Regions from separate parts of the Mus musculus genome. Here regions 1, 3 and 4 are each linked to region 2. A link is a contact called in public Hi-C data. All regions are on one chromosome and are shown on one strand. The core of a region is the stretch at or near the end of the contact, and the rest is flanking DNA. Distances in the headings are between cores, read along the strand shown.

Evidence for each region. A called contact is a pair of places that touch in the nucleus more often than the background predicts.
Region 1: a contact with region 2 is called in a Hi-C map of cerebellum, with 2.2 times the contacts expected there. The contact joins the enhancer-like site here to the promoter of AI593442 in region 2. A contact is called at or near these places in 1 of 39 promoter capture datasets (cranial neural crest), 2 of 484 Hi-C or Micro-C datasets (cerebellar granule neurons and cerebellum), 1 of 115 datasets of contacts at active chromatin or transcription factors (embryonic stem cells) and 1 of 9 other capture datasets (adipose tissue).
Region 3: a contact with region 2 is called in a Hi-C map of hippocampal excitatory neurons, with 4 times the contacts expected there. The contact joins the enhancer-like site here to the promoter of AI593442 in region 2. A contact is called at or near these places in 1 of 39 promoter capture datasets (hippocampal neurons), 1 of 15 datasets of contacts at CTCF or cohesin (the NIH/3T3 cell line), 6 of 484 Hi-C or Micro-C datasets (cerebral cortex, cortical neurons, embryonic stem cells and 3 more), 3 of 115 datasets of contacts at active chromatin or transcription factors (embryonic stem cells, forebrain and neural progenitor cells) and 1 of 9 other capture datasets (adipose tissue).
Region 4: a Hi-C map of neural stem cells shows a contact between it and region 2, with 4 times the contacts expected there. The contact joins the enhancer-like site here to the promoter of AI593442 in region 2. A contact is called at or near these places in 2 of 39 promoter capture datasets (embryonic stem cells and hippocampal neurons), 1 of 484 Hi-C or Micro-C datasets (neural stem cells), 1 of 115 datasets of contacts at active chromatin or transcription factors (embryonic stem cells) and 2 of 9 other capture datasets (embryonic stem cells and liver).

Annotation. Positions count from the first base shown.
Region 1 is chr9:52,800,636-52,803,585 of GRCm38.p6, reverse strand. No RefSeq gene overlaps it. Among named protein-coding and RNA genes, the nearest start is that of Gm39339, 76 kb to the left of the region's middle. Within about 2 kb of position 1,530, at least 11 of the 459 cell types and tissues checked have an H3K27ac peak or open chromatin away from gene starts, as enhancers often do. A contact at or near this core is called in cerebellum, where this site is marked.
Region 2 is chr9:52,678,205-52,681,078 of GRCm38.p6, reverse strand. AI593442 (expressed sequence AI593442) reads left to right here and starts at 1,299. Exons shown (of 2, transcript NM_001286641.1): 1 at 1,299-1,496; 2 at 2,562-2,874. The coding sequence starts at 2,804. Gm1715 (predicted gene 1715) reads right to left here and starts at 1,216. Exons shown (of 5, transcript NR_045333.1): 1 at 1,008-1,216.
Region 3 is chr9:52,761,198-52,764,336 of GRCm38.p6, reverse strand. The region is part of intron 2 of Gm1715 (predicted gene 1715); the gene reads right to left. Among named protein-coding and RNA genes, the nearest start is that of Gm1715, 83 kb to the right of the region's middle. Within about 2 kb of position 1,381, at least 9 of the 459 cell types and tissues checked have an H3K27ac peak or open chromatin away from gene starts, as enhancers often do. A contact at or near this core is called in hippocampal excitatory neurons and ventral hippocampal neurons, where this site is marked.
Region 4 is chr9:52,589,500-52,592,587 of GRCm38.p6, reverse strand. No RefSeq gene overlaps it. Among named protein-coding and RNA genes, the nearest start is that of Gm33210, 16 kb to the right of the region's middle. Within about 2 kb of position 1,782, at least 11 of the 459 cell types and tissues checked have an H3K27ac peak or open chromatin away from gene starts, as enhancers often do. A contact at or near this core is called in neural stem cells, where this site is marked.

The sequences.
Region 1 (2,950 bases), core at 281-2,780, 120 kb before region 2:
GTCAGGGTTGGTGGCGCACGCCTTTAATCCCAGCACTTGGGAGGCAGAGGCAGGCGGATTTCTGAGTTGGAGGCCAGCCTGGTCTACAAAATGAGTTCCCTACCCTTTTCTTTGCTGGCTCCTTTCCCGCAGGTCCAGGCAAGAGGAGAGAGGTCCCGGTCCTGACAGGGTCTTTCAGGGAGCTGAGCAGGATGGCGAGTGTCGAAGGCCCAAAAGAAACACATGCTTGAGCCGGGAGTCTAGTCGAAGCAGGAACTCAACTTTACCGCATCAGCCTCTTTGCTTATTTAAGTTCGGAACATAGGGAGGGGGAATTTTGGTGGGGTAAGATGACATAGGAGGTGGGGAAGGGTTACGGAGGGTATGGTGTGACAGACAGAGCCAATGGCATAGCTCTACATCAGCAACGGCAGGGCACAGAGGCAGAGCCCAAACAGGTCTTGCTGAGTCACCCCGATACGGAAGTGACTGAGACAGGTCTCAAAACTCGAGCCAGGCTTAGGCTCTCCCAGAAGGCCACAGAAACTCAAGGCCCAAAGCAAGGCCAAATCGGGCCCAACATTTCTTTGCTTCGTTTTCACCGCTATTTTCTCAGGCCATGGGTAATGCAACGCTCTTAACCCATAAGCAAAGAGTTTCTCCCATTTCAGGCTCCAAACCACCCTGGCAAGTCTTCCTAAGGAAACCATGCTGCCCCACAGAGGATGCTATCAGAGCTGAGCCTCTGGGCTAAAGCTGTTTTACCAGATGCTCTGTACTTGCGGGTGATGGCGAGAGACTTTGTGGACCCAGCTGTTCCAAACATAGCTCTTTGACTAATTGTCTGATGATCACTGCATTAGCCTCCATTACTGTTTGGTTGTATTTGGTGGTTTTGATGTTGGAGCTTCTGCAGGGCACCTCATGAAAAGGCCCACCGTGTCCTCTGGCTGCTAGACAGATGGTTTCTCTGGAATGGCTTATTCCTCTGTTCTTTGGTGATTTCTGGGTAGTGTACGCTAGTTAGCATTTTTTTAGTTTGCCATTTGCATTACTTACTATTTTCCAGTACTATTCTAGCTATGTCATTGACATATCTGATCATTTTTGTCACTGCAAATGAACCCAGGGTGAAAGAAGAGGCAGGGATGTGCGTTCACATTGTGATTTTGAGCACAGCACTTCTCCTTTTGTTATTTGTACTAACATTGGCTTTCCTCTGATGTGATATACTCTGTCTTTGGATTGAGTTTCATGTCTGTTGGCTTTGCATCTCTGTCCTGACTAGCATTCCCTCTGTGAGGCCACCTCAAGAAGAGTACCTCAGTTGGACATTAGTTAAATATTTGACGAATCTGAACAAATGCACTACCTTCCCCTAGGTCCTTTGTGTAATGTCATCAAAGTGATTTTCTTCAAGAATTTCCATGCCATTTCTCCCATGGACTGTCAGCTGATAGAGATAATTGGCCCCTGGAAAATGCTGGCCTCTTGCTAAGCTTTGGCTTTTCACTCCACAACTGCTGGGCCTCTTCTGACTTCCAACAATGACTGAGAGAGCAATTTAATGGCTCACAGATTTCTCTTGTAGTAATTCGATGAAGGCAGTGAGGTGGCAGAGAAGATCTCTTCAAATCACAAATTCTCAGAGGGCTTGGCTCAGCATCTAGTGATCTTAACGCTTGACGTGGGCTTGGCAGCAAAAACCTCGATGCAGAGATGCTCACTCACCAAGGAGATGCAAGCATCCTCATTCTGGTGGTTTTTCTCTGGTTTGAATGATAAATAACAACCTGGACCTCGGTGTGTATGAGACAGGAATCTGGCTTCTACAGGGAATGCAAGTGGAAAACAAAACTCTATAGAAACCATCTTTCCCAAGATGTAGCAAACTGAGCAGAGATGAAGACCACATCCTGCCAGGGAGGAAGATACTGCCCATGTTCTCCAGTCTCACTGTCAGACTGTTGAAAAAGTAGACCCCCCAAAATTAGAAATCCACAGGAGTCTTGGGCTAGAAGGAAGAGCCGGGGCCTTGGTACAAGCAAGAAGGGAAGAGAGTCTTCCAAAAGAAATATTACAGAGTTCTGAAAACTTGTCAGACTGCCTGGGTAGAGAGACAGGGGTCCAGGCAGTGATGGGTCATTGATGGATGAACCACCCCTTGACCAGCACTGCTTATCTAAAATGCCTCTCATCTTCTATTTAAATCTAAACCTTACATCAGCATCCAAATGTGGACATGTGGTAGGGATGGGGTTGTCAATGGGGCTTTTGTTTCTTATCTCACACTGAATATATCTTCTTTCTCTGATTTTTACTACTTCTTGTCCCTTTAATTGGATTATTGAGTACAGGTGGCCAGGCCTGGCTTGTTAAATACTGCCAGGCCCAGACTCGAACCCTAAAAACTTCGGGATCACCTGTGATTGGCTCGTGGCTGCACATGACCCTATCTACTGATGTAGACAGGATACCGAATGATGCCCTCCATATGCCTGTCCAGATCTAGTGAGGACTAACTCTGGTCAGCTTGGGCATGATCTGCAGAGTGAGTCTAGGGGAGCCAGGGTTAGCTTCACTTCTTTCCTTTAGATTGCTGCTCTGGGTTCTCAGTGTTCCATCTGAAAGACGTGTATCCCTCTCTGAATTCAAGCCTCTTCTGTGGCCAGTAAACAGGCCTCTCTAGCATAAATATGGGTGATAAGTGAGAGAGCCACTCTCCCAGCTCTGATCCCATGAGAGGAACTACTCTGAAGAAGGGTTTTGGATCAAGTAGGCCCTAGGGATCATGACTGGTTTACACTAGCATTTCCTCAGCCTAGATATCCACCCTCCCCCATACCCCTCCCCACACAATATTTGACAGATAGCAGTACTATTGGGCACCAACAGACCTTGCAAACTTGTCTTGCCAACTGCTCCTGCCAAAGCTAGAAGGTGAAAGAGCAGCAACAGATGCTGTTATAGC
Region 2 (2,874 bases), core at 50-2,549:
GATGGGTACATAGGGTCAGAAGGAGAAATCTTTTTTTCTTCATATCTGACCTCACTTCCTGACTGTAGCTGATAGGAGTGAGTAAGTGGCAGCTAGTATTCCCCTTAGCTTTCCTTCATGATGTATAGCATGAAGAGGAGGCAGGAACACACACTCCACGACTGACCAACTCGGTGAGAAAATGTTGCACACTTTCTAGACTCAAAGACAGGAGGTAAACAAGACAGGAGAGAAGAAAGAAAAAAGCAAAACAAAACACGGTTTTAATAAGTTATCTCAGTGCCCTAAAGACCATACTCTGTTTAGTTAGTGTTCCAAGCAAGCGTTCCCAATCACTCACATAAAGCAAAGCATACTCTATTTTGAAGATGGTTACTATAATAGAATACACTATTTCTGTTTCTGAAAGGATCCCAAACTAGTCGTTCACTGGTCTCTATAAGATTTTTTTGCAGGCTGCTAAGAGCCTTTTTAGGAGATGTAAACATTTAACTGAAAAAGCAAATGTATCAAGAATCAAGCACGTTGACAAAAAATTAGAATCAACGAAGGGACATTTTTTTAGCAGTACACACAATGTTGAGAATTTTTACGGGTCATTGGTTCCTGCACTTCTCTTTGTAATTTCCCCTTCCCACCCTTCAAGCCCATGTATGCTTTGTGTCTTCAGAATGTGGGATCCTCGAAAAAAAAAGGGGTGTTCAATACACCGAATGGATCCTGGGCCTGAAGATGAGCGTGCGGGGGAAGAAATCAAAAAGCAGATGGGATGACATACTTTGGAGACTGGTGGAGAGATGCAGTCTTTGATGCATATTTAGGTTCCTGATTCTGATTCTGTCACAGTTGTGTTGACAAATGTCCTTGCCATCTCCCTAGTATAAGCAGTTTATGCTTAGAACCAGAGGCAGAAAAATAGGATTGGGGAGTAGCAGGGACTCTGATCAGTCAACAGGAAAAAAAAGTGTACCCCCAGGGGAGAAGATTCTCCTGGAGCAAAACTGTACCTGGAGACCGGTTGAGGTTGAAGCATAGAGCAATGGAAGAACTGAAGCCTGCTTCTTCCTAGGCAAAGGAGTGCTTGTGCTGAATGAAGGTGGGTTGCTGGCAGGGTGGAGGTGGGGATGGGGGTGGGTTTGCTCCTCCCAGCCCCAAAGCTGGGGAACAGCAGGAAACTGGGAATGGTGTTGGAGAGGCTGTTATGCCAGGACAAGGTGTTGGGTATGAGGGTGGGTGGGGGCCTGAGGGGTGGCTTGGAGCCCTGGCGGTGGCTGCCTGACGTCACCGGCCTCTCTGGCAATAGGCTAAGAGCTGAGCTCCCCATAGCAGCAGCAGCAGCAGCAGCAAAGGCAGCGGCGGCGGCGGCGGCGGCGGCGGTGGCGGCGGCGAGGGTGGCAGCAGCAGCGCGGCTCTGTCTCTGGTCCCAGCGCTCCGTGCCTTCTGCAGCCGCCACTGCAGCCAAGGGCTCCTTCTCTGCAACTGGCTGGTCCTTCCAGGTAAGAGACAGTGGTCAGGATGAAGGCTTCCATGGCCAGGGGCCCCAGTGGCAGGATGAGGGCGGGTAAGACCACTCCCGCGGCCTGCGCAGGCACCTCTGGACAGAGCTTCAGCCCCCGCCCCTTCCCTGGTGGAGGCTAGCGCTTTGCCTTGCTGCTCCGCAGTGCAACAGTTTGCACCTGCCTTTTGGGAGAGGCAAGGGAGCTGTGCTGCCTGCCGCGGGTCCTCCGGCTTGGTCCTCTGCCACAGCCTCTGGGCCCTGGGGCCAGGGCCCGGGGAAGGCTGGAGACAAGGTCGGTTCCCCAAACTTTGCAAGCGGGAACCCTTCCCCTTTCAGTTCCTGCTCTGGAAGAAAGAAAAAGGATTTTGGATACTGTCAAGTGGGAGGCTCAGGGAGATGAGGGGTGGGGGGCGCTTGGGAGGATGTGCCTCCGCTGAGAAGGGTGTTTCAGCTGCTTTTGATAGGGAGAAAGGGGGAGGAAGGTAGCAAGGAAGAAGGCTGGAGAAAGGTCGAGTATGATCCTGTGTGCCAGATCCAGCGGGTCAGCTGCGGCTAGGGACAGAGGCAGTGGGGTGTATCCCCTTGGGACGGGGACCTTGGGGGTCTGAACGTCCAGGCTGGAAGTGTTTGGAGAGGGAGGGATGGGGAAGGAGGACTGCGTACAGGGAGCCTGCTTGGAGTGCGTGCTGGCGAGATTGGATCCTGAGAGGAGGTCCACAGGACACAGAGAAGAGGGCAGTTGGCTTTCTGGGAAGTAGAGAAAGCCGCTGTGGCGGCCGCTGTTGGTGGCAATTAGAAAGTTGTGCAGGGGGCAGGGCAGCTGCCTTCTCTGCTGAGTAACCAGTGTCTCCGCGGTGCGGTACGGACGCCAGACCCCATCTGAGCCAGCGGAGCATCTAGCGCGGCTCTCCTGGGCTGCCAGGAGCGGTAGGGTTGGGTTGGTGGGTTGTGGAGATGACAGAGTCCATTTGAGGGCCGCTTGACAGTGGTGTCAGATCCCTCTCTTTCTCTGCACTCGCCTTGGCTGTGGCCGGGACCCTAACTAATCCTGTTTTCTTTGCAGCACTGTGCCTGGGGAAAGGAAACAGGATCAAAGAAGACCAGAGACACTCTCCCTGGGGCCACTAGCTCTGGCCCGCTTGCTTGGCGGCAGTTGCTCCCTCAGTCTTTGGCTGGAGAGCTCACTCCCTCCAGCGCTAAAGAGCAGTTGGGGTGGTGTGGGTTCCTGTCCACGTCTTGGCTGGTGGGAACCGTGTGTCCAACAGAGGAAGCCTGGTGGGCCTGGCCCCTCTCAGCCCAGCGCCGATGAGTGCCAGGGCGCCGAAAGAGCTGAGGCTGGCCCTGCCGCCTTGTCTCCTGAACCGGACCTTTGCTTC
Region 3 (3,139 bases), core at 132-2,631, 83 kb before region 2:
GAGAGAGAGAGAGAGAGAGAGAGAGAGCTCTTTGTACTCAATGGGGAAGAAGAAGGCCGCAGGCCTTCCAGTGATTGTGTTGTAACACAGTCCCTATCATGTCCTCTTTTGACATCATTAAATGTAGTAGTTCTTGCTGCATGATGTTGATGGCTGTACAGATTCAGCCACTTCACCAGCACTGACATGGCTCTTGGATCAACTACTCCATTAGAACTGTTACCACTATCAGTATTAAATTTTGTTACAGGTCTTACAAAGATGGATACTTTTTGGTACTTGGATCCAACTTTACTTTTAAGACTGTGTATTTGGTCTTCAGAAACTATCTTTGATGTTCCCAGACTCTCAGACTTTTTTTTTTTTGTCAAAAATGTAAGAGTCCTCAGAGAAATCCGAAGCTTGAGGTTGGGGATATAGTTTGTCAGTTAAGAGAGTTGGCTGGTCTTCCGAGGGTCACAGTTCAGTTTCCATCACCAGACCAGGTGGCTCACAACTGCCTATACATCCAGCTCCAGGGTAACCTGAAACCCTAGAGGAGGAGGAAGAAAGAGAAGGAAAAGGAGGAGGAGGAGGAGGAGGAGGAGGAGGAGGAGGAGGAGGAGGAGGAGGAGGAGGAGGAGGAGGAAAGTAGTGTTTACCTCATAATACATTGGTACATCTTTTCTGTTCACATTTTTACAGTTTCTAGATGACAGAATTCTGATTTAGGACACTTAAACTAGAAGGGGGAAGGATGCCTGTTCCCCTTTCAAAGCATATGCCACGGGGCTCAAGGGGAAGGCTGAGACGGAGAGGGATGCTCTCCACAATTATTCTGACTGCATCCCGTCCAAGGACTGATAGGTTGCAGAAGGTGAGTGGGAACGTTCTGCCTGCAGGCCATGAGCTCTCAAGCAGTTGGAGCTTGGAGAATGGATTTTTTTTGACTAATTTTCACCAAGTACTATTCCTCAGCCAGCCATGTGCCTGCCTGAGGGGATGCCTCTTTCTCAGGTTCACAGAGAGCCCAGTGAGCTGGCTTTCACTTTGCATGCACATTTATCCGTGATGTGGATAAACCACCATAAAATATGAAGTTAAACTCGTCTCCCAAATAGGCCATGATGGTGGCCATCCGAGAGATGCTTGCATTTGGGAAACTGAAATAAAAAGGAGTTTAAAGGCTGTGAAATAACCACTGGCTGACAGAAAAAGGCAAATCTGTAGTTGGAATGCTGTCCCCGAGCTTGTAGAGATGGGAAGAACCCTTGTCAGTGTGTTTGGTACCTCCCACACTTGGCTTCCTGTTCCTCCGATTGCTTCCCCGTCCCCTCTACCTCCCTAGAAATAGCTCCTCTGTAGGTGTTGTCAACAGTACTGGTTGTGTTTTGTCTCAGTCAACCCCCTATCGACTCATCCCTTGTGCTCACCAACTCCCACTTGAGCGGTCTGTCTGCCTGTGCATTATTGTCCTATGAGATAAAATCTCTTTGCCTCAAAAAATGAAAGAAAAATGACTCCTTTGTAGAAAACTGATGATAAAAATAAACTACATTTACTCAAGTTGAAAGATCTCTGAAACATTCTACAGGTACTTTCAAACAATTGGTTCTAGGCAACCATTGCTCTGGGGTGTCCATCCTGTGCGGGGCTCCCTGAAGAGCTGCAGGCCATGATTATTGGACTCAGAAGCACACTGATAATATATCAGAGACTCTGCAAAGTGCTAGAGAAGTAATCCTGTTTAATGTTGGCTTTTACATTCTTTAGTTTCTCTCTCTCTCTCTCTCTCTCTCTCTCTCTCTCTCTCTCTCTCTCTCTCTGTGTGTGTGTGTGTGCGTGCATATTTTGCATGATGTACACACATAATACTGCACCTGTGTGGAGATCACAGGACAACTTCTGGTAGTCAGTTCTAGCATTCTAATATGTGAGCCCTAGGGATTGAACTCGGGTCACATGGCTTGGTAGCAAGTGTCTTTACCAACTCAGTTATGAAACCTGCCCTTTAATGTTTTCTAATGTTCTTAAATTTGCTAATGAAGACCTTGATATTCTTAAGCCAACTAATACTAGTACATCTGTGGAACATATATTATGTTACCAAGTACTAAATACATAGAAGCAAATGACTTAATAGAAAGCGTCATGGGTTTGAATTCTCTCATCAGTTGCTCTCTGCCTGACTTCACGGACACTAGTCATCCAACACCTCCAGTTTCAGCATCAGCTTTCTCCATAAACTTTTCTGACCAATCCAAGCTTCCTTTCCTCTCATCCCGCTGGAATTTCCTTACATTGACTCCTCCTGATTTTTGCCATTATTGTTTGCTGTGAGCCTTGTTTTGTCCCTGGATGAGTACTGGCCCTCTTCGCTCATGCATTATTATGTAGCTGTTGGAACCTTTGCCTCAGATGCAGAACTTCATGCCCTGCTCATTTAATCTGGACTTTACTGGACTTTGGAGAAACCTTCGTTTTAAGTTCAAGTATTTACATTTAAGAAATCTTATTGGAGTCATTGCCTAATTACTCTACACTTTATATTCTAGCCCACAAGACTTGGCCAAACTGTCTTGATTTAATTTTCCTAGATATTTCTTGTTTTCCCTGAGCAAACACCCAATATTGTGTCTTTATGGGGCCCCTTGCTCTTTCCTAAGTATGACAAGCACTGTGTAACTCTGTTTATCTATTATGCTTAGAAACCCCTTATTACTCTTCAAAGTCAGTCCTTGAGGGCCACATCCCTGCCAGCACTATCTTCCCTTTTATGTGCATGCAGCACTTAGCTTATAGTTACATGATAACACAGTCATATTGCACTTTACATGAGCATGCGTTTGTGTTTCTAAAATAGTTCAAATTCTTTGAATGCTGGGCCTCTGTGATTAGCTTCCTGCTTTTGCACTGTGGAGCAGTGGCACGCATGCGCGAGATCCTCAGTGGGTGTGAGCCAACTGAAAACAAACCCCAGCCCTTTCTATTTAGAACTGGAAGACATTCCCACCATCAGCTGAAAGGGGTAGGATATGTGCATCTCTCTTCCTCCAACATTCTACGTTTTAAAATTCATGTTAGTTGTTGTTCATCTAAGCCCCTTCCCCCCCAAAAAAACCCCACTGACCCCGGAAGTAGTTTTAGAACCCATGCCATA
Region 4 (3,088 bases), core at 533-3,032, 89 kb after region 2:
AGAAGAGGACAGCTGTCCTACCCTGGCAGAAAATCCAAGGACACACAGGCACAAGCTCTCTCAGTCAAACTCTCTTATCAATGCTTCCATCTATTCATGAAGAAGATGCTCTTAGGGCTGAGTCACACATAACACTAAGACAAGGCCCCACATCTTTGTGTTATATCCTGTTCGCAAGCCCTGGATTTTGTGAGGACTTAGACTTCAGCACAGATGATGCGCATGAAGCAGTATGCTGAGCACTGGGTACATGTTCCATCTCCAAGATGTTATGTGCCTCTGACCTCATTTCCGTTAGACCAGAACATCTAATTATGCACACCAGGGAAGGCTGTGGTTGCTTAGGAGAGTCTCCAGTAAAAAAAAGACTCAAGGCATATGAAGAGATTTTATAGAGGACATTCCTCCACCATGGCCTGTTAGTTGCTTTTCAATGTGCTCTGACCCGAGAACCTCTTGGAAACTATCTTTCTGAGAACACTCGCTTTTAATCTGCTAAAGATAAAATACAGGCTGCTTTATAATTTCCTCCACATTGAGGAGGGGTAAATGGTTTCCTGACATAATGCTTTTAGGGAAATAAATATATATTCACATACATACATACATACATACATACATACATACATACATGCATGCATACATACATGCATACATACATACACATTGATTTATATAAATCAATATTTATATATATATACGCACACATAATATATATATATATATATTGAGGAATTGATTACACACAAACATATATATATATATATATATATATACATATATATATACATATATTATGTGTGTGTGTGTTTATCCATTCCTCATTCACTCAGTTGTTTAACAAACCTTTCTTGGCTGCTTGCTCTCTAAGACATCATGAGATAGGTAAGTGCATGAGGTGCAGACCCTACTGAGAGGAAGCTTATGGCTTAATAAAATAGGGAACTATTTTAATAGACAGCTGTAGAGTGATGAAAGCTATTAGCAGGAGAAGAAAAAACAACTGACCCCTTTCTCTAAATAGCCTTTTCCTGCCTCCTTTCTAAAGCACATCTGCCTCTCCTCACAGCTGTTAGTTCAAAGCCAAAACTGTGGCTTAGAGTCAAAATATTGAACATCCAGCAGAAACTCCTTTAGGACTTTGTCAGTCAAGTACGGCCTATGCTTTTGAAACATTGCTGGGCCCCTCCTCCCTTTCTCTGTTGAAAGAAAAGTAGGTCAGTATAAAGGAAAATTGAGTGAAGTCTGAATGCATGCCAGGACTTACATCAATGGTTTCTGGATACAACTCTCTATGAGGTCACCGTGATGAATTTCCTATTAGGTCGCTGTGGTAGACTTACTGGTTCTATTGCTTTCACTATGGTTTTGTTTGCAGGGTCTGCTTGAATTGAAAGCTGAGATATTTTCTAGTTGTACAGGGAAATTATATAATTTATTTTATAAAAACAATTCCCTTCCAGCTTATCCAAAAGGGTTTCTGATGGAACCTATGATCTGTCCATCTGGAAGAAATGAAAGATACTATCATAATGGTATCTAGTGAAGAGCTATAAAATTTTATCATGCTGAGATTCTTTGACTCAGTATGTATCCTAGTAGTATAGGCTACAGACCAAATCATATATGCAACATACCTTAGATAATATTGTAAAGCGAGAGGACCAATACTCAAGCTCTGGAGTTAAGAATTTTGCAAGTAACTCTGTTTCCGGAGAAGTAGGGCATCTCCTAGGGAACTGTGAATGCACACATTAGACTTGGGAATCTGCTCTTGCCTTGCCAGCCTTGTGTAAATTGTCCATATATAGACCATACAAATGAACCTCTGGAAACATGCAGACTAGTCAGATCAGCCAGGCATTCTTAATGATTGAATTGTCTGATGGGATAATGACTTCCTTGGGACTTGTCCTCAGATCTCTCAAAATCCATTGTCAGAGCCTTTTCATCGCCTTCCACAGGCCCAGAGCTACTCCATGCTGGAGACGCTTGTCTAACTCTGAAGAAATCGAAGGCTTTCCAGGTTCCGCATCATCAACCTTGCTCTGATTTTGTTCTTGTCTGATCCTCAGACCTAACAAGAGTGTCCTTGAAGCGCAAATCCTTTCAGTAGACACCAATTCCAGAAATCGGCTCTCTACATTAAATTTTCATCCAAGAAGTTCTTTGAGGACTAAACTTAGGCCCTGGATTGGACTATCTTTCTACACATAAGAGCTCAAAGACAAATGAAAATTTAGTGGAAGTCCAATGCCAGCCCTTCAATATAGGTTTTACATGTCTTGGGGACATCTATCTGTAGTATCTCACTGGCATTAATAACATATTTATTTCATGTATACTAGATATTGAGCCAGAATTCTCTTTGTTACCTTCCTTTCATAGCATACTGTATGAACTTAATTCATTCTAAAAGTGTTCATTTGAGTACAATCCTAATCATTTTGGAATCAGTGTTCAAAACATAGAACATCATCTATAATTATATGCATATATATAATTATAGTTAATATACACTATAAACATAATGTATATATTTTTATGCATGTCACAATATACATTCTTATCTCTATACTTGATATGAAATGGGCAAGTCTCACAGAGCATAGAAATGTGGTCGAATAGGTGATGGGTGCAATGGAAGTAGTCAAGAAAGGACTTTGGGTATGGAAGGGGGATTCCTGGGGAAGGTGATATTCAAACTGGAACCAGAAGGTTGAGCATGGAAATAAGCAAGAGGTGAGAAAAAGGATAAGGAAAGGGGAAAGCACGAGGAATCTGCTTACTTCTAGCATAGTTGGACACCAGGAGATGAAGATGATAGGTGTGGCATACTCAGTTGCTTAAAGAAGACACTAGAGAAGCAGAGTGGTGATGGAGAAGCTGGTTTGTTAGAGAAGCTGAGTGATGATGGAGAAGCTGGTTGGTCCCAGGTCATGCAGGTGAGGGGTATTAGCTCTGTGCAAGTGAGATGGGAAATTATTCTCTTACCTTATATGAGTGTCATGGCAGTTTCATGTACCTGTGACACACATGCAAAGTAAGGAAATAAATGTTAAAAATAATGTTTTCAAAGGGAAAATAA